Linked DNA regions of Mus musculus: regions 2, 3, 4, 5, 6 and 7 are each linked to region 1. Evidence: chromatin contacts called from public Hi-C, HiCAR-type and HiChIP or PLAC-seq data. All regions are on one chromosome and are shown on one strand. Each heading gives the region's core, a stretch centred on a gene start, on an enhancer-like site or on the middle of the called end of the contact. The rest is flanking DNA. Distances are from core to core; before and after follow the strand shown. Region 1 holds the start of A330001L22Rik (a long non-coding RNA gene). Region 2 overlaps Lrmda (leucine rich melanocyte differentiation associated). Region 3 overlaps Lrmda (leucine rich melanocyte differentiation associated). Region 4 overlaps Lrmda (leucine rich melanocyte differentiation associated). Region 5 overlaps Lrmda (leucine rich melanocyte differentiation associated). Region 6 overlaps Lrmda (leucine rich melanocyte differentiation associated). Region 7 overlaps Lrmda (leucine rich melanocyte differentiation associated).

The links. A called contact is a pair of places that touch in the nucleus more often than the background predicts. HiCAR-type assays count read pairs that join an accessible place to other places. HiChIP or PLAC-seq counts read pairs in DNA pulled down with a chosen protein or histone mark.
Region 2: an H3K4me3 HiChIP or PLAC-seq map of craniofacial prominence shows a contact between it and region 1, with 9 times the contacts expected there. The contact joins the enhancer-like site here to the promoter of A330001L22Rik in region 1. A contact is called at or near these places in 9 of 39 promoter capture datasets (the 3T3-L1 cell line, the SN4741 cell line, cranial neural crest and 5 more), 2 of 484 Hi-C or Micro-C datasets (bone marrow-derived macrophages and embryonic fibroblasts), 14 of 115 datasets of contacts at active chromatin or transcription factors (acute myeloid leukemia, craniofacial prominence, differentiating embryonic stem cells and 10 more) and 1 of 9 other capture datasets (embryonic stem cells).
Region 3: a HiCAR-type map of astrocytes shows a contact between it and region 1, with 4 times the contacts expected there. The contact joins the enhancer-like site here to the promoter of A330001L22Rik in region 1. A contact is called at or near these places in 9 of 39 promoter capture datasets (the 3T3-L1 cell line, the C10 cell line, cranial neural crest and 4 more), 7 of 484 Hi-C or Micro-C datasets (the BV-2 cell line, the G1E-ER4 cell line, astrocytes and 3 more), 13 of 115 datasets of contacts at active chromatin or transcription factors (acute myeloid leukemia, astrocytes, bone marrow-derived macrophages and 9 more) and 1 of 9 other capture datasets (embryonic trunk).
Region 4: a contact with region 1 is called in a Hi-C map of adipose-derived mesenchymal stem cells, with 3 times the contacts expected there. The contact joins the enhancer-like site here to the promoter of A330001L22Rik in region 1. A contact is called at or near these places in 5 of 39 promoter capture datasets (the C10 cell line, hippocampal neurons, liver and 1 more), 1 of 484 Hi-C or Micro-C datasets (adipose-derived mesenchymal stem cells) and 12 of 115 datasets of contacts at active chromatin or transcription factors (the NIH/3T3 cell line, astrocytes, bone marrow-derived macrophages and 8 more).
Region 5: a contact with region 1 is called in an H3K4me3 HiChIP or PLAC-seq map of embryonic limb bud, with 5 times the contacts expected there. The contact joins the enhancer-like site here to the promoter of A330001L22Rik in region 1. A contact is called at or near these places in 9 of 39 promoter capture datasets (the 3T3-L1 cell line, 3T3-L1-derived adipocytes, the C10 cell line and 4 more), 15 of 115 datasets of contacts at active chromatin or transcription factors (the NIH/3T3 cell line, astrocytes, craniofacial prominence and 11 more) and 1 of 9 other capture datasets (embryonic stem cells).
Region 6: a Hi-C map of uterus shows a contact between it and region 1, with 4 times the contacts expected there. The contact joins the enhancer-like site here to the promoter of A330001L22Rik in region 1. A contact is called at or near these places in 8 of 39 promoter capture datasets (the 3T3-L1 cell line, the C10 cell line, the HPC-7 cell line and 4 more), 8 of 484 Hi-C or Micro-C datasets (LSK cells, bone marrow-derived macrophages and uterus), 19 of 115 datasets of contacts at active chromatin or transcription factors (the NIH/3T3 cell line, acute myeloid leukemia, astrocytes and 16 more) and 1 of 9 other capture datasets (embryonic stem cells).
Region 7: a HiCAR-type map of astrocytes shows a contact between it and region 1, with 4 times the contacts expected there. The contact joins the enhancer-like site here to the promoter of A330001L22Rik in region 1. A contact is called at or near these places in 5 of 39 promoter capture datasets (the 3T3-L1 cell line, the C10 cell line, hippocampal neurons and 2 more), 14 of 115 datasets of contacts at active chromatin or transcription factors (astrocytes, bone marrow-derived macrophages, cardiomyocytes and 11 more) and 1 of 9 other capture datasets (embryonic stem cells).

The regions. Positions count from the first base shown.
Region 1 is chr14:21,987,522-21,991,066 of GRCm38.p6, reverse strand. It overlaps A330001L22Rik (a long non-coding RNA gene), which reads right to left and starts at 1,592. Exons shown (of 2, transcript XR_001781181.2): 1 at 1-1,592. Zfp503 (zinc finger protein 503) reads left to right here and starts at 1,466. Exons shown (of 3, transcript NM_145459.3): 1 at 1,466-2,042; 2 at 2,783-3,545. The coding sequence starts at 3,534.
Region 2 is chr14:22,935,304-22,938,848 of GRCm38.p6, reverse strand. The region is part of intron 6 of Lrmda (leucine rich melanocyte differentiation associated); the gene reads right to left. Among named protein-coding and RNA genes, the nearest start is that of Gm30783, 4.7 kb to the right of the region's middle. Within about 2 kb of position 1,933, at least 6 of the 459 cell types and tissues checked have an H3K27ac peak or open chromatin away from gene starts, as enhancers often do. A contact at or near this core is called in craniofacial prominence, embryonic limb bud and second pharyngeal arch cranial neural crest, where this site is marked.
Region 3 is chr14:22,904,583-22,908,127 of GRCm38.p6, reverse strand. The region is part of intron 6 of Lrmda (leucine rich melanocyte differentiation associated); the gene reads right to left. Among named protein-coding and RNA genes, the nearest start is that of Gm30783, 26 kb to the left of the region's middle. Within about 2 kb of position 1,572, at least 77 of the 459 cell types and tissues checked have an H3K27ac peak or open chromatin away from gene starts, as enhancers often do. A contact at or near this core is called in astrocytes, forebrain, muscle stem cells and 3 more, where this site is marked.
Region 4 is chr14:22,885,391-22,888,935 of GRCm38.p6, reverse strand. All of the region lies in intron 6 of Lrmda (leucine rich melanocyte differentiation associated), which reads right to left. Among named protein-coding and RNA genes, the nearest start is that of Gm30783, 45 kb to the left of the region's middle. Within about 2 kb of position 1,640, at least 23 of the 459 cell types and tissues checked have an H3K27ac peak or open chromatin away from gene starts, as enhancers often do. A contact at or near this core is called in adipose-derived mesenchymal stem cells, where this site is marked.
Region 5 is chr14:22,862,385-22,865,929 of GRCm38.p6, reverse strand. The region is part of intron 6 of Lrmda (leucine rich melanocyte differentiation associated); the gene reads right to left. Among named protein-coding and RNA genes, the nearest start is that of Gm30926, 63 kb to the right of the region's middle. Within about 2 kb of position 1,584, at least 16 of the 459 cell types and tissues checked have an H3K27ac peak or open chromatin away from gene starts, as enhancers often do. A contact at or near this core is called in embryonic limb bud, where this site is marked.
Region 6 is chr14:22,755,923-22,759,467 of GRCm38.p6, reverse strand. All of the region lies in intron 5 of Lrmda (leucine rich melanocyte differentiation associated), which reads right to left. The region is part of intron 1 of Gm30926 (a long non-coding RNA gene); the gene reads left to right. Among named protein-coding and RNA genes, the nearest start is that of Gm30926, 44 kb to the left of the region's middle. Within about 2 kb of position 1,902, at least 4 of the 459 cell types and tissues checked have an H3K27ac peak or open chromatin away from gene starts, as enhancers often do. A contact at or near this core is called in uterus, where this site is marked.
Region 7 is chr14:22,719,773-22,723,317 of GRCm38.p6, reverse strand. All of the region lies in intron 5 of Lrmda (leucine rich melanocyte differentiation associated), which reads right to left. Among named protein-coding and RNA genes, the nearest start is that of Gm30926, 80 kb to the left of the region's middle. Within about 2 kb of position 1,522, at least 8 of the 459 cell types and tissues checked have an H3K27ac peak or open chromatin away from gene starts, as enhancers often do. A contact at or near this core is called in astrocytes and stem cell-derived neural progenitor cells, where this site is marked.

The DNA of each region.
Region 1 (3,545 bases), core at 343-2,842:
TTGGAAGCATTAGGCCTAGCCTGAAGTAATTAATAACAATATATCCCCCCACACCCCCTCCAACTTCCACAGCTTACTCGGCCTTCAGAGATTTGGCCTCCCTTGAGAGGTGCGCAGGCTCAGATGCTGGTGCCTCCCCAAAGCCCGGGGAACGCAGACCCCCAGGCGCCCCCGTGCGCTCCGACCTTCGGAGTTGAGTTTTAACGCGGCAGTCGGAGCTCACGGAGCCCGGCGGCGCACACCGGTGAGCGCATGTAATCTACGTGGGACGAGAGCCATTCCACGATTCTACCAGTCTTGAAGAGCTGGGGTGGCCTCCCTTGAACTGCCCAGCGCAATGAGAAAACTACTGGAATTGGAGGAAAAGAGACAAACTGAGCCTAGAAACTGAACCCCCGGAGCGAAGAGGACACCCTAGGCCCGCGCTTGCTCCTGCTCTCCTCAGTTCTGTCCACAGCGTCAACTCTCACTCTCCAGGCCTATGAAAGAGGCCAATATGGCAGGTGGCCCAAGGCCTAGCTTCCTATGCTAGGACCACAGGAGCTGACCAGAGGGTGACACCTTTAGAGCCATACAGTGGGAGACACCGGCAGGCACTAACACCCCGCAGGCTGCAAGCAGCTTCAGAGACCTTACCCGGCAGAGTTTGGGGTTGCCATTCTGCCAAAACGTAAGCTGGACTTCTTACTCCAGAGATCATTCAGGCACCTTCACAAAGGTGCCTGTGATCTTGCCATAGTCTCACAAATTTACCTTTCTCAATTGTCGCAGGAGGATCACAAACAGCCAATGTTCTTAACACACACACACACACACACACACACACACACACACACACCAGCCCCAGCCGCTCTTCTTTCCAAATTACCATTAATCGAGTTACCATCCCATTAACTTTGCCAACCTAAGGAATCAAGGAATAAAATCAAAACTCTGTGAAAGAATACTTACGAGAAAATTATATAACTCACCCCCACCCCAGAAAGTTCTCGTTATCCGCGTGGACAGAAACAGAAGGGAAGGGGGACTGGGATGGTAGGAAAGAAATAGGCTGGCAAACAGAAGGAAAAGTCCCCTGAGCGTGCCCGGTTCAGCTCAGGGTGCGCGGTGGTCCGAACCCGGTCTCCAGGCTGGGCCCCCGCCCCTGCGCAGGGCGCAGATCGGCTCCTGGCTCCCAGCTCTCCCAGCCCCACCATTTATCAAAAGGACTTGACAACAAAAGAAGAGCTCTGCGGAAAAGTGGGGGGAGGGGAAATTCAAAGTCTCCCAAGTCCCTCCGAGCAAGGGGGTGTGTCCTCTTCTCACCCCCTTCTACTTTCTACGAGTTTCTGGGAGTAACCCCGGAGCGGACGTTATGGAAGTCGCCCAGCGGCACAGGAGTGCATACGCACTGTGCACCCAGATCCAGGTACAAGTCAGCATGCACAGCGCCTCCCCTCTTCTTTCCAAACAGCCCGAGCGACGGCGCAAATCGAGGGGAACGCCGAAGTCCCGCTCCGCTTCCCTGGAAGAACCGGTTTCCACAGGCAGCCGCCCCTCCCTCTCGCGTTCCTTCCCTCTCCTCTCCCCGCATAGGTCAGTCCTGTCTGGATGGTCTACATCATGCCGTCCAGCAGCCCGATTAAGTCCCGGCTCCCAGGACTGTCGGGATGGCCAGCGGAGGGTAGTGGCGAAGGACCCGGGAGAGGAGGAGAGCGAGCCTGAGACCTGTTTGCCTATGCACATGGTCAGGCCTCTTCTCTTGAGCTATTCAACTCTCGCTACGAACACGGGTCACAGAATTAAGGAGGTTTATTCTACAAGTAACCTCCAGAACTCGGGCTATATTTGATGGCATGGCTCTTTGGAAAGAAATTCCCGAGTCTGGGGTGGGAACACTACCGAGGTCGACAACTGGACATCCTCAAGTTACATTCCCGGGAGGGATTATGCCAGAGAGGCGGGAAACCTCCGCGTTAGACGTCGCCTCCAGCGTCGTTCTTAGGTACTCAGCAGACCCGAACTGGGCGACCCGGATTGACCGAAGCACCCAAAGGTAGAAGGTGTGTCTGTCTCCACAACCCCAAGAGGGAGTGAGCACATCCCAGGCCGGTGCTCCAGACTAGGAGTCCTGGGTGCACCTGCGCACTTTACTCTCACTATTTCATTTTCCTGACTGTGGACGCCCCTTTCCCCTCTTTCTTTTTCTTACACACCCTCCACACACACAAACACACACACAGGTGCCAGGAGGCTGCTGCTCTTTCCCCCTCCTTCAGTTTCTTCTCGGTCTCTTCCTTCCTCTGTCTCACTCTAGGTCTCTCTTTTTCCCTTCAAGTCTCACCCGCCTTGTAATCAGCAACAAAAGCTGACATAAATCACGGGCAGATTGACAAGAGCTGACAAATAACTGATTGATTGCGGTCGAGGCACATTGACAATTGATGGAGGGGTGGAGATGCCCAGAGAAACAGGGGGTGCGGGGGGGGGGGAGAGTAGCAAGACGAAAGCAAGAATGGGGGGGGGGCTGAAGTGTGAAACAGGGGAAACATGTGACCCCCCGCTCAAGCCCCAATCTGAGCGTCCTTCGGTGTCACGTGACCGGGAAGGGCGGAGAGCCCGGCGCACGTCGCGAGGACGAGCAGCCACCGCCTCCGTTGCCCTTCTAGCTTCTGGTTTCTCTGCTGCTGAACCTCTGGAAATCCAAGCGGGCGGGCAGACTTTCTGCAGCATCGACTTTCCTTACCCGGGTGGCCGCGCCACGCAAAATCTTAATTTCTGAAAAGATTTTTTTTGTATACAGGCTCCCACTCATCCCTGGAGTTGACTGTTCAGCAGGTATCCACATTACCGCCTGCGTTTCTTCTCCCGAAGTCTGTTAACACTCCCTCCCTCCAAAGGTTTCAGTTTGTTTTCCTGCTGGGAAAACGAAGAACGACGAAGAGAAAAAAGAAGGAAGGCGGTAGATGACAAACGTAGAATAAATGTCCATCTCGTCCGGGTAGCGAAATCGAGGGAGGGGACAAGCCGAGGGGCGGCGAAGAGGGAGCTGCCCATTAAAACCAGCTCTGAGATTCCTGGCGGTGGCGGCGGCGCGGGACGCGTCACATCCCCTTGACCCTCCAATCACCTCGGGCTCCCATTTGATTGGAAGGCGGCAAAGGCTTTAATCTCCCCCTCGGTGCAGCTGCTTTTGAAGTGAGTTTCCTCGCCAGAGCCCGGGCTGGACAAGCAGCGACACACATCGCAGAGCGCAGCGCCGGCTCGGGGCCGGGAGAGCGCAGCGCAGGGCGCAGCCCGAGGCAGACACCGCGCACCGCGGGGACACTCCCGCAGTCTGTCCTGCTCTTCTAGCCCCATCACGGCTCCGCTGCGGGCCACCCAGGATTATTCGCTTCTGGCTCCCGGCGGCGAGAAAGCGCGCGGGGCTCCCGCGTCCGCCGCGCCAGCTCCTCCTCCAGCTGCTCCCGCTCCCCGGGCGAGCGCGCAGCCCCGAGCCCGCCCCGCGCATCTCGGAGCCCTCCCCCCGCTGCTCCCATGCGCGCGGGTGGGTCATGAGCACAGCG
Region 2 (3,545 bases), core at 684-3,183, 950 kb before region 1:
GAAGGCACTGGATGGCCTGGATTAGAGCTAAACGCAGTTGTGAACTGCCAGATGTTAGTGATGGAAAGAAAACCCATATCCTTTACAAGAGCAGCAAGTGTTCTTAACCATTGAGCCATCTCTCTAGCCCACATACATGGTTTTTAATTAATCTAAATTGATTACCAGAAATGAGCCCAGTCCATGACATAGAGTGATGAAAGGAGCATAAGTTAGTAGGTATTTCATGTGTAGCCTAATAGCAGGAAAGGTCTGTCTTACCTGTCTCTATAGGGCTAAAAGCAGGCGCAATGCCTGACTATTAGCAATACCAGAGGTGTGATTAACTCCCAAATGAGTGGAGAGATAGAGTTAAATAGGTAGGTAAGTAGGTAGGTAGGTAGGTAGGTAGGGTAGGCAGGCAGGCAGACAGACAGACAGACAGACAGATAGTAAGATAGATGGATAGATGGATAGATAGATATAGATAGATAGATAGATATAGATAGATAGATAGATAGATAGATAGATAGATAGATAGATAGATAGATAGATGTTCATGCACACATACACATAGATATATATGCTGCCATTATCACATATCACTTATAACCTACTTTTGATTGTCCCTTTTAAGATACAGATCTCATGTTATTCATCACTGTATCCTGAGCATCTATCCAGACAAAGGCTAGTGGTTAACGGTTGGTGAAAGGAAGATGTATGGATGGATGAATGGATGGATGGATGGATGGATGGATGGATGGATGGATGGATGGATGGGACAGATGATGGATGGATGGATGGATGGATGGATGGATGGATGGATGGATGGAACAGATGATGGATGGATGGATGGATGGATGGATGGATGGATGGATGGATGGATGGATAGATGGATGGAATAGAATAAGTTTTGGTCTGCAATATGTGAACTATTGTTTGTACCATTGATTCCCATCATTCTTCGATGATAAAGAAGTAACCATGAACCTGATTTTTCAAACTTTGAGAGATACTAAGGAGAAAGTCTAGATAGCAAAGGAGAGAAAAGACAGAGGATGAAGAGCAAGGAGGGGAGTAGAGTAGGAGGGAGAAAGACAGAGGGAGAGGAGAGTAGAAGATGGAGAGTGATTAAAATGGACAAAACGCAAGAAAGGGCAAGCTTATGTCAGCAGGCAGCAGAGTGCCTGTAAATCAAAGAGCTGAAGCTTGAGGAATAAGATATTAAAATTTTAGAAAGTGAATAAAGGACAAGGAGCTGAGGGGTAACAGTCACCAAGAAAGTGAATTATGCAACAAAATTAATTATATTTCTATTCTTCTGTTACTAATCCTTTGGGATTTTAATTTTCATGTTTTTAAAGAGACTCAAAAACTTCTCAGCAGAGGCGATGTTGCGGCAGGACAATAATTAGCTTAAGCCTCGTCTATGTGCTCAGAGGGGTGAGAGGTGAGGGATTGAAGTTTTGCCTTGACATGAAAACATACTCCTATATCCTAAGCTATATCCAAGTCATTGTAGATACATTTGTATCATAGCGCAGGCCACAGAGTTTTGGGCTAACTCATTTAAAGTGGGTGAAACTTTGATTCAGCGACAAATGAGAACAGCTACCCAGAGGTGCAGGTTATGAATAGGCCAGTGAAGTCAAGGGGCAGCCTCTAAAGGAAGACACAGACCAGGAACACGATCCAAGGCTCAGTTCATGCTTAGGAAAGTGGATTTCTGTTTCCCCTGTGCTGTTCCTGAGAGCAGTGTTGATTACCAGATAAGTAGAGCCTTTGGTGTTTCACAGAATCAACAGCTTGGCAGCCACAAGGTGACCAAAGTGGCAGATATCAATACTAATCTCACTGGCCTGTCTGTAACTGGACCCAGAACAGGCTGTTCTACACCTGCCTGTCCCGGAAACCTACTCCAGTGCTCCCCCATGAAACCACTAACCACACTTGTTAGCTGTTACCTTGCCTGCAAAGTGGCCCATGCCCATTTCTGGTTCGCATTATCCTATTCCTTCCAGCCTGTGTCCTGAAAGCTGATACCTTTGTACTTGGGGGTGCTGTGTTTGCCACCTGACAATGATTTGACGTGACAGAGTGACAGAAAACAGACATAGGGGATGGAATAAAAGAACAAGGGACCCCAGCTGCTGCACTGGTGGCTCCAGGCAGGGATGTCCATCAATTCAGGTACCTGTGAACCCGCATTCTGGGCCCTTTGCTACAATGGTACAGTAATTCTTGTCAGCCACAAAGAATGGATGGATAGCACTCCTTTTGCTGGCCATGAACCTCTGCAAAATAACAGTGGACTCTTCGCATGCCCTTCTGAGTTCTGTGTGGCTCAACTTCTGGCCCCCTCAACTCCTACGGTTGTTCTCAGGATTGAGCATTCATGATTTTGATACTTCTTCTTGGGCCTCTGTGGCTACACACAGGCTATTATAGAGGTAGTAGGCATGGGTGCTACCATGATGCTTACATGTTAGTGCTATAATCACTAAGTAGATGATCACAGACATGGGGAGGGTAAAAGAGATCATCAGAGCACTGGTCCAACCCTGTGGAAGCTCCTAGTAGCCATGTAATATAAAGAGTAAGATTCCCAAGAGCAATTCCAAGCCTGTAGTTGGTGTAAAGAGTGGTATTCTTTAGCGATTTTCTTTCAATTGAAATATCCCTTGAGGGAGGATGGAGACCCATTAGATGCTCGAAGGAAAGTTTCAAAATGTAGGACTCTCAGAAAGTTTAGGACTTGCGAGACTTTTTCTAGAGGTTCAACAATCAGGAAACAGTTGCTGAGAGAGACTCTTGAGTGGAACTGTCTGCTGGTCAGCTAGAGAAGGCCGGGGTGTGGTTTTTATGAGGCTTCACCCAGGGTTGGGTGGACTTTGCCTGTGAGTCACCCTTGCTCCTTTAAGTATCAGTGATTACAGTGGTCCATCAAGTTAGCCTTAGGTAGAACTGTGACATCTCTAGGGCTAACAGACTTTTCTTAGCATCTTGAAAAGGACAAGATAAAGATCCTTTCCCAATCTGTTGGTGGTCTTTTTGTCTTACTGACGGTGTCTTTTGCCTTGCAGAAACTTTGGAGTTTCATTAGGTCCCATTTGTCAATTCTCGATCTTACAGTACAAGCCATTGCTGTTCTGTTCAGGAATTTTTCCCCTGTGCCCATATCTTCAAGGCTTTTCCCCACTTTCTCCTCTATAAGTTTCAGTGTCTCTGGTTTTATGTGAAGTCCCTTGATCCACTTAGATTTGACCTTAGTACAAGGAGATAAGTATGGATCGATTCGCATTCTTCTACACGATAACAACCAGTTGTGCCAGCACCAATTGTTGAAAATGCTGTCTTTCTTCCACTGGATGGTTTTAGCTCCCTTGTCGAAGATCAAGTGACCATAGCTGTGTGGGTTCATTTCTGGGTCTTCAATTCTATTCCATTGGTCTACTTGTCTGTCACTATACCAGTACCATGCAGTTTTTATCACAATTGCTCTGTAGTAAAGCTTTAGGTCAGGCATGGTGATTCCACCAGAGGTTCTTTTATCCTTGAGAAGA
Region 3 (3,545 bases), core at 323-2,822, 920 kb before region 1:
TCCCCATTGCCAGTCCATATCACAATCAATGTTGATTGAATGTCTGAATGTAATTTGAATGAGAGGCATTTCAAAGCACAAAGGTTCTGTTCCCAATAAATTCAGTCTATATAATCAAATGCATTCTTGCTGGCCCAATCAGCAGAGGCCTGGCAGGGACAGAAAGAAAGAAAGAAAGAAAGAAAGAAAGAAAGAGAGAGAGAGAGAGAGAGAGAGAGAGAGAGAGAGAGAGAGAGGAAGAAGAAGAAGAAGGAGGGGGGAGGGAGGGAGGGAGGGAGGGAGGGAGGGAGGGAGGGAGGGAGGGAGGGAGGGAGAAAAGTAGAGAAGAGAAAAGAAAAAAGAAAACCTAAGCTTAAATCTTACAATTGCCCCTTTGAGGGTCGTTGACTCTGCAAGTTTTACAGTGGGATCCCCAAAATGAATGCTGCCTCTATGCAAAGCAACAGGGGGTCATGTTATAATTAGAATGCAATCAGTGGGATTGGTTATGGCTTGGTTCTCTTTCTGAAATGACAATCTATGCCACATCTGCCATTACATTAATATTTTCTGCCTTTTGAGAACAGGGGGAGGGTGGGTAGGGGAGGTGGAGGAAGGCATCTCTCTACTGGGCTGCTGATAGAGTTGTCTTAACTAGAAGTCTGCGTGAGCTAATCAAGGCCTGAGCAGTTCACCTTTAAAATACCCAAACCATCTGGCAGGCTGTCCCACGATAAATCTCTATGATAAATGCCTCCGTTTTGATGTTACAAAGGAACCACAGACCTGCTCAGTTTTGGCACAGCTGAGAACATACTGGCAACAGCAGAATAGAATTCAGATGTCCTCAAATAGAGAAGTAAATCATTTTGACCTGCGGGGCATAATATATTTAGAGAAAGCCTGATTGTAATAAAAAGGTTGGTCTTGTCACAGTTTCTGCTGCAGGAATGGTGATCTATTTTTTTGTTTTGTTTTGTTTTGTTTTGCTTTTCTGGTATATACTTTTCAGTTTAATGAAAACTCCAGTGAGTATCCTATAAAAGCTTTCCATCTCTACCCCTGCTTTTTGTGTGAGAGTCTTCAGACATCTCTTTCTGTCCCCTTGTGAATTGCTACAGTGGCCGCTTGCTGGTTCTCAGGCATCCTGCAGAGGAATAGCTGGAGTGGAGCATGCCTTCAGAATGATTAATCCACTTGCCTTTCACGGGTCTGTTTTGCTGGGCCCAGAGCCACTGCCAAGAAAGGACACACTGTGACCACCAGCACCAGGGAGAGAAGGCATAGCCTCTCAACTCAAGGTTAGCCTGGACCTGGTGCCGAGGGGGACTCATAAAATAAATTATGCTGTGTGGTTTTGGAAGGTAGACTTTTATGTCTCGCCAAGCTTCAGAAACAAATTATAGAGTGGTCAGTTGTCCTTATTTATTTCATGTTTTCCCCCCATAACATTAAGAAACTAATTAAACATGGATGCCAAATGGTAAGCAGTCTTTGTCCCACTTCCTTGCTTAGACACACAGTGCCTCACCCTTGGCTGTGGAGAAGGATCTCAGCCAAGCAAGGTTTAGCTAATGACAAGGCTTCAGCCGTTCTAGGGCTCCTGGGAATGCCTGGGACCTTGTGACAAGGCTTGGTGTCTTTTCCCACTCTGGCCTAGTTGGTTACAACAGCTTGACCAATTCTCTCCACAGCTGCTGGGGTCACTTTCTGGTGACTAATGGGAAAGACAGATTTCCCATCTGTCCCCTGAAAAATGGTTTAATAAAATGAGTCTGCTCACACACCCAAAGGAAGCCAGAAACAGGCATGAGAGGTGACATGTGTCCGATGAGGGGGTTTTCAATCTCACCCTGTTAGTCTCCAGACAAAGTTGGCAACAAAGAAGAGTAGCTGTTTCCCTGGGTAGAACTGAGTTGGGAAAGGAACACAGGCTGTTTTGAAGCTCACCGGAGCCTGCAGCGACGAGAGTCTGCAATTGCTCAGAGTCTCATTGAAAAAAAAGTACAAATAAATTTGAGGTCACCCTGTTCAATAAAACTTTAAAAAAATATATTTACTGACAGTCCACTTGGAAGGAAAAAGACACAAAAATTTATTGGCTGTTGGCAACTAGAGTGGAGACATGTTTCCCATACCTTTTTGTCTGCCTTGGGCAAAACAACACTTATCTAGTTGTTTGACTGTCCTACAAGGCAGTGCTCATGGTGCAGAGAGGAGACACCCACTGAATCTGTGGCTTCTTCAGCTCTTTAATCATTTCTTTGGCTTTTTCCCCGAATCCCTTCCAGGCTCTGGAGATTATGGTAGTTGACGATTCTTTGGGTTCAGTGGGGACAAAGAGAAATGTGCCAGGTAAGAGCATGTGCACCTATAGTTACAATGACATGGAATAATGGCACCCATTCACTCTCCCTTCTTCCCTGGCTCTTTACTCCCCTCAACTATGTGACTTGTCACTTCTGATGCTCACAGACCCTCTGGCCAGGTCACTTTTCAAATCTCTTCCTGCAATTAACAATGTGGCTACCAAGAGGCCCTGCAGGAAAATAAGAGACATTCCTCCTGCTCCCCGACTTCACCATGCTTTGCTTGTGGGTTTTGGCTCGACTCATTGGGGATGTTTCTCTTTTCTCATCTGCTCTTTAAAGCAAGAAGACACCTTGAGCCTAAACGTCCCAGAGAAGCAGGAAGATTAAGTGTGCAGTACTCACAGGTTGTGTACTTAACATTGATATTATTACTTTTTCTTTTTCTTTATTAGATATTTTCTTCATTTGCATTTCAAATGCTATCCCGAAAGTCCCCTATACCCTCTCCCCACCCTGTTCCCCAACCCACCCACTCCTGCTTCCTAGTCTGGCATTCCCCTGTACTGGGGCATATAATCTTTGAAAGACCTTTCGAAGGGCCTTTCATCCCATTGATGGCCTACTAGGCCATCCTTTGCTACATATGCAACTAGAGACACAAGTCTGGGGGGTACTTGTTAGTTCATATTGTTGTTTCTCCTATAGGGTTACAGGCCCCTTCAGCTTCTTGGGTACTTTCTCTAGCTCCTTCATTGGGGGCCCTGTGTTCCATCCAATAGATGACTGTGAGCATCCACTTTTGTATTTGCCAGGCACTGGCATAGCCTTACAAGAGATAGCTATATCAGGGTCCTGTCAGCAAAATCTTGCTGGCATATGCAACAGTGTCTGAGTTTGGTGGTTGTTTATGGGATGGATCCCCAGGTAGGGCAGTCTCTAGATGGTCCTTCCGTCCATCTCAGCTCCAAACATTGTCTCTGTAACTCCTTCCATGGGTATTTTGTTCCCCATTCTAAGAAAGAACGAAATACCCACACTTTGGTCTTCCTTCTTCTTGAGTTTCATGTGTTTGCGAATTGTATCTTGGGCATTCTAAGTTTCTTGGCAAATATCCACTTATCAGTGAGTGCATATCACGTGTGTTCTTTTGTGATTGGGTTACCTCACTCCAGATCCACCTACTTGCCTAAGAATTTCATAAATTCATTGTTTTTGATAGCTGAGTAGTACTACATTGTGTAAATGTAACACATT
Region 4 (3,545 bases), core at 391-2,890, 900 kb before region 1:
TTCTGGGTTAATATCCACTTATCAATGAGTGCATACCATGTGTGTTCTTTTGTGATTGGGTTACCTCACTCAGGATGATATTTTCTAATCCCATCCATTTGCCTAAGAATTTCATAAATTCAATGTTTTTAATAGCTTACCATTTTTTGCCATGTTTTAATAGTTTACCATTGTGTAAATGTACCACATTTTCTGAATCCATTCCTCTGTTGAGGGACATCTGGGTTCTTTCCAGCTCCTCTATATTATAAATAAGGCTGCTATGAACAGAGTGGAGCATGTGTCCTTATTACATGTTGAGGTATCTTCTGGGTATATGCCCAGGAGTGGTATTAGTGGGTCCTCAGGTAGTACTATGTCCAGTTTTCTGAGGAACTGCCAAACTGATTTCCAGAGTGGTTGTACCAGCTTGCAATCAAGGAGTGTTCTTCTTTCTCCACAACCTTGCCAGCATCTACTGTCACTTGAGTTTTTGATCTTAGCCATTCTGACTGGTGTGAGGTGGAATCTCAGGGTTGTTTTGATTTGCATTTCCCTGATGACTTAAGGATGTTGAACATTTCTTTAGGTGCTTCTCAGCTGTTCGGTATTCCTCAGTTGAGAATTTTTGTTTAGCTCTGTATCTCATTTTTTTTAATAGGGTCATTCGGTTCTCTTGTGTCTAGCTTCTTAAATGATCTCAAACCTCATTAACAGAAGAAGCCAAGTTCCCAAAGATTTCTGGGCATGGTCTCCTAGTGAGGAATCATGGCACTACAAGAATGAGATGAAGCTATCAAGAAACTGAGAGACAATCTCTGTGGGAAGATTAAGGTGCAGAACAAGGCACATCGAGAACAGCCTGCAGAGAGAACAGGACCAAGCCACAAGAGGACTAGGAAGTTTGCAAGAAGTCTTCAGCTAGGGGACAAAGGGAAGTTACTAGAGAGGCAGTGTAGCCCAATACTTGAGGGCTAGCTCACTACAGGGACACCTATTTGTGTCAGACCACACACTTGTAAATTCAGATCATACCTGTGGATTACAGGACTGTCCTCTAATTGATCTTCAGATGGTAGAGATGCATAGCTTGAGGAGTCAACTCGTTTTTCACAATGGTTAATATACCAATTCTTTGCTTTAAAAAAAAAAATCCCTGGAAATAGTGAATGTCATAGTTCTGGGCTCAGAGGCAACACAGGAAAAGGTCACTATGCTATAGTGCCTATCCCTCCAGTGCCCACAGCTTAGGTAGATATCAGATCTGAGAGATGGGCATAGGTAGTTCAAGATGGCTGCTTTCCCCCAGACTGTTCTAGGGCCAAGCAAAGGCAAGGACAGGGCAGCAAGTCTCCATCCAGATGTGCATGCAGCAAGCAGGAAAGCCACTTCATCCCCAGTGGACCAAGCCTTGCTTTGAATTTCAAAGGCAGATGCCCCAGGAGGCAACCACCAGACTCACCCCACAAAAATGTTTGATGAATTACCATGGCAGACATCAACTTCACAGATTAATGACCAAAAGGAGTTAAGTTATGTCTCAGTGGAAGAGGATAAATTTTCTCTTGGCTTTGAGAATCCGAGGGATTGAGCAAGCCAGCTAACCACAGCTCCTCTCCCTCCACACACAAAGCCTCACCATGGCTCATTTCCTTCCTACATTTTCTTTCAGTGACTTTTCATAAATTTAAGTAGAGCAGACAGTGCGTCTGTGCTATGCTTCATTTGCAAGACGATGACCACCAAGTGATTAGGAATTGTCACTGAGTTGGTGTACTGGGTGGGAACAAAAGATCCCTGAGGTTCTCTTCGTGGAATTCATTCTCTACTCATAAATAGATACTTAGTGGCTGATTTTTATCTTTAGGCAGTTACAAAAGTACTGGTGCCAAATTTATAAAGAATGTCAAGGCCAAAATCCTCTTCTTGTGTGTGTGTGTGTGTGTGTGTGTGTGTGTGTGTGTGTGTGTGTGTGTGTGTGGTGTGTGTACATGTTTGTACATGAGTGTATGTGTCTTAGAGTTTGATGCCATTCACGGAGTCCCTACTCAGGGGTACAAGTGCTACCTACAACCTTTATAATGAGCCAGGGTTTGAGATGATTATTTTTCTGCCTTCTGATTTTCCTGTCTAGACAAGAATTTTGTGACCTATTCTCCCTGAGAACAATGATCCTGGGGAATGATGGAGAAGATCTCTCAGGATCCGTCTACTCCCATTTCATGCATTTCATACGCCAGTGTTTATACAAACTGATTTGATCTATGATCGATTGCCTTTGTTAGAGGCAGTTAGCAGAATACAAGGAAAGTCAGAGGCCTGAACTGTACTTCACAAAGCTCAGAGACAGAGGACAGAAGAGTGAAAAATCTTGGGGCACACAGAGATAAGTACTGAAAAAATGGTCCAAAGAAGTCTGTGCAAATGCACAGATATTGTCGTTGGGACTTGAAATATGTGGAGATATAAATTGGATTCCTAAGAGTGTGACAGTAGTAGGAATGTTTTATCATAAGCACAGAGAGGCTTATTGTATGTGAGGGACAGGGTGGGGCATTGCTTTTTCACATAAGCAGAAATAGATAGTAAAGCGATGACATATTGTAAAAGCTTAGGAAACCAGAAACTCATGGGTCGTTGACAGGTGAGAGACAGAATGACCAAAGCAAAAGCTTCATTTGTTAACGTCTCGAAACCCATCTTAAAAGGAGTCCAAGCCTCCAGCCAGCTTCCAGATCTCACAGACAGGTAATAACCCTTGCTCTGCTGTTATGGACCGATAGTACGACAGAATTTTAGTGCTCCAGAGTATTGAAAGATTGATGCTGTCTCATCTTTGCAATTAGCACAGTCAATCAGTGAGATGGGTCCCACAAGATGGCTCAGAAGATAAAGGCATCTGATGCCAGACCTGGCACCAAGAATTCAATCCCCAAGACCCACATGTTATAAAGAGAACAGACTCACACAGGCCTCCACATGCATGCGATGACACAAGTTTGCCCCTCTCACACTTAAATGGATGCACGTAATTTAAAAAAAAAAAAAGAGGAGATAATAAATTTCAAATAAAATGATTACTGGATACAATACAAGAGGTTTGAAACCTGTAATTCTAAGACTGACACCAAGGTTAGGGATCAGTGCAAATCACAAGTACCAGGCAATTAAGGAGAATGTGTTTGTTGACTGCATCAGAGCAAGCCATGTTCAGGAGCTTTGGAGATCCAACTAAGGGTGTAGCTGATAACAACAGTGAATGTGCATAATACAATTTATTTTTTTTATTTTGTTTTTTTATTAGGTATTTATTTCATTTACATTTCCAATGCTATCCCAAAAGTCCCCCACCCGCTCTCCCACCCACTCCCCCACCCACCCACTCCTACTTCTTGGCCCTGGCATTACCCTGTACTGAGGCAGATAAAGTTTGCACGACCAATGGGCCTCTCTTTCCACTGATGGCCAACTAGATCATCTTCTGATACATATGCAGCTAGAGACACAAGCTCTGGGGGGTACTGGGTAGTTCATATTGTTGTTCCACCTATTGGGTTGCAGATCCC
Region 5 (3,545 bases), core at 335-2,834, 870 kb before region 1:
CCAGCAATACCTTTAGGTATCCGCATAAGAGGAGCTGGCCCCAGAAGAGCACATATGCCAATAGAACGTGTTATTCTACTTCATTATATCTGGTTGTTGGCACCCTAACATGTATGTGACACGTATTCAAACAGAATCACCTGATTCTCATACTGTGAGGTGCACATGAATGTATCCGGAATCTCTCAGTAACAGGAGGCAGGTTTCTTTAAGGGAAAAATTGGGGTTTGGGGATATTGGTGTCTTTGTCCCACCTCATCCATAAAACCTTCTATGACAACCCTGGACTGCTCTGTCCTTGTTTTGCTGCCTCTGTGTCTTCCCTATTCCCAGCTCCCCTCACTTTGGCACATACACAAGACCTTATCTTGCCACATGATACGTGTTTCATAAACACATCATCTTCCCTCCGAGCCACAAGCTCCGCAAGGGCAAAGACCACGTTTGATATTTATTTTCTATGTCCCATGGCACACAGCATAGCATGAGGCCCAGGGCAGGCTCAGGATCTGTACCTGTTGAACTGAGTTGAATTTTAAGGATAGTTTGCTGTTGCCAGTGACAATATTATTCAGAGACTCATCAAAAGGCAGAGCTGGCTGCTTCTCCCACCCTCCTCTACTCACCCAGATGAAGACTACAGGCCTTCACACTTTTAAGTGCTAGTTAGGAATCAGAATCAGAAAGCAGCTGGTGACTTTCAAGCAGATTGTATTTCAGCAATGGATTGTGGGAATTGATAGATTACCCACCAGAGACTCTTGGCCAAACCCTTTGGTGTTATCTGGAATAAAAGGGTAGTTCAGAGATATGCCAAGTATCAATTTCCAATTACTCTCTCCTGACACAATTCTGCCTCTTGCAGAAACTCCCAGGGGATCTGCTGTCCCCTATCAGCCCAGATCTGGCTTAGCTTTCAGTCAAACAGGTACCACTAGGCAGCACCCTGTTTGGCCTCAGTGTGACAGTGTCCTCCTTTGACACACAGGCTCCCTTTTGAAGTCTTCAGTATTGGCTTATACTCTCACTGGAGAGCCAGCTGAAGTGTGAAAGGCCTTTTAATATTATACTGTGAACAACATGTGTCAGGAGGGGATGGGGATAACTCTAACACCTGCAGCAAGCTGCTGTCACCAAGGTTTCCCAAACCTTAATTTGCATCTGGATGTTGAATGTGGAAACAAAGACTCCTGCCTGACTTGTACAACTTCAACTGTAACCAGCAGGGGAAAGAAATAAGAGTCCCTATGGTTTTGACTTTGATATTCAAACACAGAACAGCATTTCCACCCTCCAGATCACAGACAGCCGACCACAAACTAATTTTTAAAATCTTTGGTATTAGAGAATGTAAAAACTGAGGATCTGCAAAAAGCCAGAAATCACATGTCTCCTTTATTACAAAGTAATGGAACAGAATTTGGAAAAACCAGGAAACATCTCCAGGTCCATAAATCAGCCCCATTGGAAGAGAGCGCAAATGGCTAGCACCTGGAATGAGCCTTCATCTGCAGCAGGGGCTCAGCCTAAAGAATAGAACTCCGGGCCAAGGCTCCAGACCATGCTCTGTGATTAATGACTTGAGCGAAAGGTCTCAGTTGAGACTGAACAATTAGCTTGTTCCCTGCACAGCCCAGAACTCTGCACAGCGGAACTATGTCTTCCCTGATTGTTCAGATTGACCTAAATGCAAGCCAGCCCAAGGAGCCTCGGATGTGTCATCGTCAGGCTGTGGTGGTCAGGAGGGGCCTGGCATTCATCAGGATTACTTTAGTCAAATCATCTGCGTTGACTCTGCCTGCATGCCACAACCTTTACGCTCCTTTTCAAGTTCAAGAACCATCTTAAATGAGGCCGCAGCATTGGCCTCAATCTGTTGGTGGGGAGGGAGGAGCCCTCATCTCAGAGGATTACAAAGGGACAGCATATGGCCTGGATCATTTCTGTTCTTTCGGGGGTGGGGGGGAGGGAACTTCTAAGGGAAATTGAAGACCCTTGAGATTAATGGCTGCTCCTGCCCGGCCTGTATTATCCACCTCCCAATAGTTTTCTCTGGTCTCTTTCGTGTCTTCCAAAGCATTTTGGTTACACCAGTCTCTCCCCCTATAATCAGCAGCTAGACTCTGCAAGAGCTAGAGCTTCATGCAAGTCCCCTGGATGCTTTCTCTTTCCAGTGGTGGGCTGATGATGAGCAAGCAAGGTGGTAGTTCCAGAACCTGATTCCGAAGGTGCAGGTACAAGGAGGGGAATAGTCAAGGGGTCAGGCTTCCTTGTTTTCCATCTCTTCAAACTGATTTGATTTGGGGGTGGGGGAAACAGGTCTACCAAAAGTAGATAGTGCCCGAATTCCAGAAAGGCTTGGAGGGCCTGAGCAGCCGGCCACCTTGCAGACCATCTGCTGTACTGACACGCAGCAGGTCCTCGTCCTGCTACCTCTTGGCTCTCAACTTTGTCTACAAGCACTTTCCTCAGTGAAAGCGCCTGCCTTTAGAAGCTGAAAAGCATGAATAAAACACAAAGAACTTGATAGTAACTATAGAGGTAGCCGCACTCAAACCCGTGGGCCGCATCTTCCTCAGCACACTTAGGACAACTGCCTCCATCACTCTACCAAGGCAGTGTCATCACTGTCCCCATTCTGAAGACAGGGAGACATGGAGCAAGTGAGTGTCTTGTTAGTCACCAAGGCAGTATGTGAAAAGGTCAGGGCAGGACTCCATCAGACCTTGTTCTTCCGTGCTCCATGCTATGGTTGACAGCTGCCTCTGTCTCTGGGCAGTATGAGTGTGCAGTCCCTGCTGTTGACAAAGTTGGGGAAGAACTAACAGCATCTGCTGAGGAAGTCCGGCTTGCTAAATCCTGTCTCTGCCATGCCATGCAGGACCTCAAGTCTCGAAGATCACTGTCCTCTCTCATGAAGAAGTGGGATCACAAGATCTCTCTCACTGTGCGTGGGGTGGGGGATAGATGAAGTTCTGTATAGGTCTCAGCACAATGCCTACAAAGGATGGGATGGGGTAATGGCAGCTGTCGTTAGTAATGATCAAAGATGCTGTTATTCTTTGAAGGGACACAGCATGACTGACGAATGAGGCAGAAACAGTGTCAGATAGGAGGGAAGAGAGGTTGATGTGGAAACGCAGGTCCTTATAGTGGCCTCAGAGAGGCAAAATCTGTAGAAATTTCAAAAGTACACATAAGGACTACTTAGCTTCCTGGGCTTCTTCTTTCTATATGATTCTTAGTTCATTTATCTCGATGAAAGGAGTAATTTTGTTATTATTTGCATGTGTTTACATGTGTGTACAGGTCCATGTGTGTATGTGCACATGTGCTTGTGCATGTGTGTGTGTGCCTGTGTGTGTCTGTTTCTGTGTGTCTGTGTGTAGGCCAGGAGTCAATGTCAGGTGTGTTCCTCAATTGCTCACCACATTATTGTTTTGAGACAGGGTCTGTCACTGAAGCCAGACCTGGCTGATTCAGCTAGACTGCAAGCCCCAGAGACCCTCCATCTCCCCAGCTATACAGTTACTGGGTTGCAGTGT
Region 6 (3,545 bases), core at 653-3,152, 770 kb before region 1:
CCTGTCCTTGCCATCCCGGTCCCTCTGTGATTGATGGCAGAGAGGGCTTGCTATGATCATTTTACTCTGACAGGTCCCAGGCATAAATCCCACAGAGTTGCTGCTCTCCTCTGACAGCCTTCTGAGGGCTCCAGTTAGGAACAGGAAACAGGCCTCTATTTTTTACCCTCGGTGCTCCTTCAGGTGCAAAGAAAAGACAGCATGGAAAAAAAAATTCCTTATCAGAGGGAAAACCAGATTCAAAGCACTCTTCACATTTATTCATCAGAAAGAATGGCCACCAGACAAGAATGGGGCCTCAGCCCCACTTCTTCAAGCTTAAATTTAAACCTTCCAAAGAAAAGCTTTGAAACCTTCTCAGAGTGAGGAATGGACCACCCCCAACACACACACACACACACACACACACACACACACACACACACACACACACACACTCCTTTTCTACTATAGTGTGGCTCTCCAAAGTTCTGTCAGTATTTTTCTTTAAGGTCAGTCTTGAAATCCACTGTGCCTATGTTGTGCCATAAACCCCATTGCTTAAAAATAAAAGTGTGAAGTACATAGATACTCTAATATATTTAATTTACCAGCATTTATTGTGAACTTGCAGTGTGGTGACCTCTGTAAGTCATTGCGCCCACAGAGTCAATGTCACCAGCTTAAATAACCAAAGCCTTGATCAACAGCTGCACACATAAAAAGTGTCTAGGTGATGGTTTGGTTTTTTTTCCCTCAAATTTGTTTTTATCCTGCTGAGCTGTTGGAACATCCAGGAGTCAGAGTATCTTACTATAGGAAGCTAAACAAGGATGGCTCAGGAAGAGATCCCTTGTTAGAAAAACCAGACACAACTGGATTGCAAGGGAAATATATGATTGACCCTAAAAGCAAGAGGGGTTTAAATGAGCCAGGACTCACTCTCAACAGCATTTTGGCTGATCTTATCTAAAAGGCTGCACTGTCACCTAGTAAAGGTAATGAAATGGTCCAACCCAGGCAAATGGTCCAACCCAGGCAAACATCTTTAAAGGAGGAACATTCTGCACTGCCTCTCACACCTTTCTGTAACTGGATCTTTGTCTCTAATTATTCATAATTATCCATCTCCTCATGAATGTGACAGACAACTTTCTCTTGGCTGATGGCTTCCTTCTTAGCACTTGTCCATAAAGAAAGCTGTAAATGAATGAAGCTTTGGCTCAGTGCCACCACCCTACTAAGCCAGGTTTTGGGGACACGGGCTCCAGGGGTGCTCTGCACTACTGTTAAACCATCACAGATACTTGTTGGTCACCAGGGAAAAAAAATGATTCCACGTTGGCATTCTCACTTGAAGTCGTATTGTTAAGTCAGGACTTCGCCTGAGCCTACAGCTAGAGCCTCATTTTCTGGGGTCAATATGTTTACAGCTATACACATGTTAGGGAGGATCCAACTATGCCCGGGGAGTTCTGATAATTGGTGCCTGGGTCGGCCAAGAAAACTCAGTGGGGGAAAAAAAATCAGAAAAGAAAGAACAATTTGCTCATAAAATTAGGGAGGAATAGATCAGCGGTTTTTGTAAAGCCATAAAGCAGCTCAAGGAAGTCTTGAGAAAAACAAACTCCCTAAATCACTCTCTCCCTCACTCTCCTGCTGCTCCAGACAGCAAACAGGATATGCTTCCTTGGAACTGTCTATAAATTTAGGGTGAGAAAAACAAATCAGATCTTGTGGACAGAGCACTAGGCTGCAAGGAACATGGTTAGATTTCCCGTCTACTTGGAGGAAGACACCCAACAGCATTTTCTCATCAAATATTGGTGATAAGAAAGGCATTTAGTGCTCCAGGGGATGGGGTTGCTGTGGGTGGGTGGTATGACATTAAAAAGTTATAGCCAGTGTCCTATAAAACATCGCAGGCCCATCCACACATGCTCGCTCTGTTCTCAAGCCAAGGATAATAGTATTGCAGTGCAGCACCATCAGCATTAGCTGGAGCAGAGATGTCCTTTTGCCAGAGAACTTTAGAAACACAGTTCTTAATCAGTGGAGATGCCATGAACTTCTTTAGGGTGCATAGAAAAAAGCTAAAGCTAGCCTATCATTTCTGAAAATCCAGCTCTCTTGAGGTCGATCTGACCTTACCTTCTTGCCCCAGGTTCTTCCTCCAGTGTCAAGCTACTTCTTGCCAATCTGAACCTAAGAAACTGGGTTACAAAGTACAAAATCAGAAATTAATTGCTGCCCAAACTTGAAGGGACATCTTTTAGGGCATAAAGAGAACATTTGAGTACTCTAAAAAGGGGACTTGATCTTGAGAAAGAAGCCTGGGGTGGGGCAAAGTGTTACCTAGCTATGGCGGAGAACTCAAACTGATTTTGTAGATCAAGGCATCTCAGCCTCCATTTTTAATACTTTGCACTTCATAATTCCTTCCTTCTGAGAACTCTTCTGAGAGCCTTCTGAGAGATCACAGATCCTTAGCTAAAGCCTTGTGTATGAGGTAAGCACACATCTGCTCCAAAAGAATGCACTTTTCAATGTCTTCAAGGGACTGGGAAGAGAGTTCAGCAAGTACCATGCCTGGCACTGAGGCATGTAGACCTGAGCTACAGCATAGCATGCACATTAAAGCTGAGCATGCTGGCACATCTGTTATTTTTGTCATGTGACCCAAAATAGGGGATCCCTGAAAATGTTTGTTCCACTATCAGTGGAATGAGTGAGTAGCAGGTTCAGTGAAAGACTCTGTCTTGGGGGGAAAAAAAAAAAGGTGGATGTCAAAGAAGATGACAATGCAGACCTCTGGCCTGCACATATGCATTCACGCATGCACCTGACTGCACATGCATACACAGGAACACACAAATATCTATAACACAGACATCTTCAGAGATCATTAAATAGACATCAAGGATGTCAAAGGATTTCCCTAGTGGAGAACCATTGCCCTAAACTACTGGGCAAATCCATTCCAGAAACTCTCTGGGCCTGGTTTAAAACAAAACAAAACAAAACAAAACAAAACAAAACAAAACAAAACAAAATGGTTTCCTAAGGATCTGTCCTCATGTGTTCTTTGCCATGATCCGAGAAAACCTGATTCTTCTGCATGTAATAGCAACCTTGTGCTTGGGCTTCTTAGTAAAGGCCAATGTTGGTTCACTGTAAGGTGAACGTTAGATCTGAAAAGTAACTTCTACCATTATACTCAATGAGCTAAGGAAAGAGACAGCATCAAAAGAGTCGAGAGTCATGGTTCACCATGAAGGACAGACCTGTGGAGAGGCTTCTGAGGAGAGACATGGCCACAGAAGAGGCATAGCCACTGTTCTTGGATGCAGGGAGACATGGTAAAGAATCTCTGCTTCTTTCTCCCTTCTTACAAGTAACTTCTCATTCCCATTCTGTGAACTAGTGAACTGTAACTAGATTCTAGTTGGCAGAGGATTCTAACCAATGAGGGCACCTTCTGCGACACACAGAATCATGCAGGAGAGGGCCCAAAAATGCATCCCAGAGCAAGTGAGCAAAGACTCAGTGTGACTGCCATCACACTT
Region 7 (3,545 bases), core at 273-2,772, 730 kb before region 1:
CACAGAACCCTGAGAACTCTGGTCCTAGAGCTGGGAACTAGTCTTTGTTATGTCCCTAATCAGCTCAGTTCCATTTTCTTTTCTTTTTTTTTTTTTTTGCCTGATTTTCCTTATTTGTCAGCTTAAAGCTATGTCTTATTTGCACAAAAGAGAAAGATGAGGAAGTTAAACACAAGCAGATTTACCGAGGTGTAGAAGAAATGGAGCAAAGGAGAGGGCAGTGGATAAGCACTTGGGGAGAGAAGTGGATGAGCTTATGGCTTAGTGAGTGGATGCAACCCAGATAGATGGATGAATTGTGCATGAGTGGAGAGCTGAGCAGATACATGGATGGAAGAGTTGATGAGAACATGGGTAGATAGCCATGTAGGTTCATGGACAAATGGGAGCATGAATAACTGGGTAGATGGATTCTGGTTCAAGGGCATGGGTGGAACCTGACTAGCTGCACGGATTATGAGTTGATAGATGGGGGCTTCAGATACACATGAATGCGTGGATACATGAGAACAGGGGTTCATGGAAAGATGAGTAGATGGGGTCATGGGAATATTGAAGCAACATAAGTTCATACATAGATAGGAGAATGGGGTAATAAATAAACAGGTGGTATAAAGATGTTAGATAGATAGATAGATAGATAGATAGATAGATAGATAGATGATAGATAGATAGATGATAGATAGATAGATGATAGATAGATAGATAGATAGATAGATAGATAGATAGATAGATAGATAGCAGGATAGATAAACAAATAGCTGAATAATGAATAAATGGGTGCACAGACAGATATAGCACTATCTCTATCAGGCATGTATTTATGTTGTTTTGTGTTTTTAAAAGGGTCTCCTGTAATAACTTCAATAGTTCATACTTCTCTACACTACTGAATCCTAAGCTTAAAATGAAAAAAAAAATAAACCTCAGCCTTACTCATTTGTAAGCTTTTCTGAGAGACAAATTTTAGAAGCAGTCACTCCATTTTTCGTATTTTACAAGTGAGGAAACAGGCTGGAAAGAGGATGTGTGTATTCAAGCAGAGCTAGAGAAAGCCTCCTAAGTTGTGAGCCCCAACTTACCATCACTTCCTGGCACACTCACAATAGCACTCACTGGCTCTTGGAGGCATTTGCATTTGCTTCTACAAACCCCATGCTGAGCTGAGTTTTTTAGAAGAGTAAACCTAAGTAAGGAATACCATTTCCCAAAGAGTAGTTCTTTCCCAGGGACAGGAAAAGTCAGAGGTGTGTTTCCAATTAGTCAGGGAAAGAACTGTGCCTGTGAGTGCCTTGTCATTTATTGTTGCAAAGCTGGCGATTTCTCCCCAAAGCAGGGGACCGGTACAACTGTCATCACCCTTATGCTATTTGCACTGAAAGAAGTCACATGTGTCTCAGCGATGTGAAGTCCTGTCTTTTATCTGTTTGGGAATTTTCATCCAGTGTCCGCTCCGTCTGCCAGCCTCCACATCATTAAGTGTGTCTTCCCTGAGCTGAACTTGCATGCACAGTAATGGGTTTTACAAAGAGAGCAGCCATTAAAGCTGACTTTAGTTTGCCTTCACTCTTAGCCCCTTTTCTAAGGCATGCCTGATCTCCACATAACTTTCCCAGGGCACAAAAGGCTCTTCTTTATTTTGGTGAGCAAACCTGAGAATGCTTCATTAAAATGCCTTCCCCAAACAGAAAACTCCAGTGTCCAGATTCCACAAAAATGCACACATTTCTATGCTGTCAAGGGGAACTTGCGTTGCCACCATTTAAAAAGTCAGAAAAGCCCTGACTAAGGATAATCTTTCAACTCATTAATGCTAAGCAGCACCCCCCCACCCCACCCCACCCCACCCCCCTGGGAGGTCTACTGGGTAGCAATACTGCAGAATGTCAGGGCTTTGTCAAGTGCAAAGTTTCAGGAGGTAGTAAGAGTTCAGAGGGACTCACAAAAAGAAAGCGCTCCTATGAGGAGGAAGTGCTTCCTGGTCATGGCAGAATGAGAATGCCATTGAAAAGTTTGGAAGGAGAAGGCTATTTGGTATGGAAGTGGGGTAAGCTTCTGTGGTCACAGCCCCAGCCTGCTCAGACCTCCCTGGGTCTGGGTCCCTCCACTGTTCTTTCTCAGACTGACTTTTTGCTTGTGCCTGGCATTTTTTCTGAGCTACCACGACAATAGCAAAAAGTCACAAGTCAAAAACTGAAGAGTGTCCACTGGGGCCTGCTCTCTGCTGCTCTTGAGCTCTGCAGCTGCCATATGAACTAGATCAAGGCCAGCCTGTGAGAAGGTGAAAGTTTAGAGCAAGCAAGTTTCCTTTTGTCCATACCATCCCAGGGGGCCAAGCTGAAATGAAAGATCAGGTAGACCCACCAAGAAGAATGGAGGTTGCTATGGATCCAAAGAACTGAAGAACTAGGTTCAAGCCAACACTGGTTAGTCTGTACATCTGGGAGTTTAACCAATATTTGGAGTTATAAGGCCCTGGTGTAGGATGAGGATTCAATATACAAAAAGGCTAATAGATTCAGCTCGCCTAAAGCTGTTACCTAGAAGAAATTTGTCCTCTTTATGTACCTCATCAGCTCATTCCTAAAGGCTTAGTTTTAGACAAAAGATATTTGCCACTAAGACCACAGCATCCTCAACATACCAAGGAGGAGCAGCAATAAGAGGAGAATCAGATAAAGAACCCATACATTAGGTGCTTTGACTGGCCCCAAGAACGTATAGGATAGTTGTAGCCACAGAGGCCAGCACAGCTAGAGACAGCCTAGCTATTGGCCAATGGATTTTGGAGAGAAAGTAGAATATGATGTCAAGCTAGCTCTGGTATGTGTGAATTCTGGGACCTTACAAGTCACTTTTGCCTCTGCCACTGTATCTTTAACTATAATTCAGGTACCTAAACCTGCTTAACACTGAAGTCTAATGAGATACAAACACACACACAAAATCATATCTGTCAAAGTAGCTATAGAATATCAAGTGTTATTTTTATGACAAAGTTGATTTGGAATAAGACTGCTGCTACTCAGATGTGCAGCATGGTCTCCATGTGGTTCCCGTGACCATTTGAGTGGGGGCTGACTCTGACTCTATTGCTTTGGATCCTCTTCCCCTAACTGGGCTGTCTTATCTGACATCAGTGGGAGAGAATGTGTCTATTCCAGCTGCTACTTGATGTGTCAGAGCTGTCTGGTACTCATAGGGAGGCCTTCTCTTATCAGAGGAGAAAGGGAGGGAGGAATGGGGGAGGGGGTCTGAGGGTGGGACTGGAAAGACAGGAAGGAGTGGAGGCTGCAATCAGGATGTAAAGTGAATAAATAAAAAAGTAAATAAATAGAAAAAAAGACTTACTCCTGGCAACAGATTTAGGAAATAAGATTAGACATATTGCTGTTTCCATATATCCACACCTGTATGATATCCTATCCCGGTCCTTTCCTGGGCAAGTTATAAAATATCAGCCTACTAGAAAAATGGGTGCTATCAGCATTCAAAGGAATAGAAGGTTCCTGGACTTTAGGTCTTGATTGTTCTCTTTCGAGGCA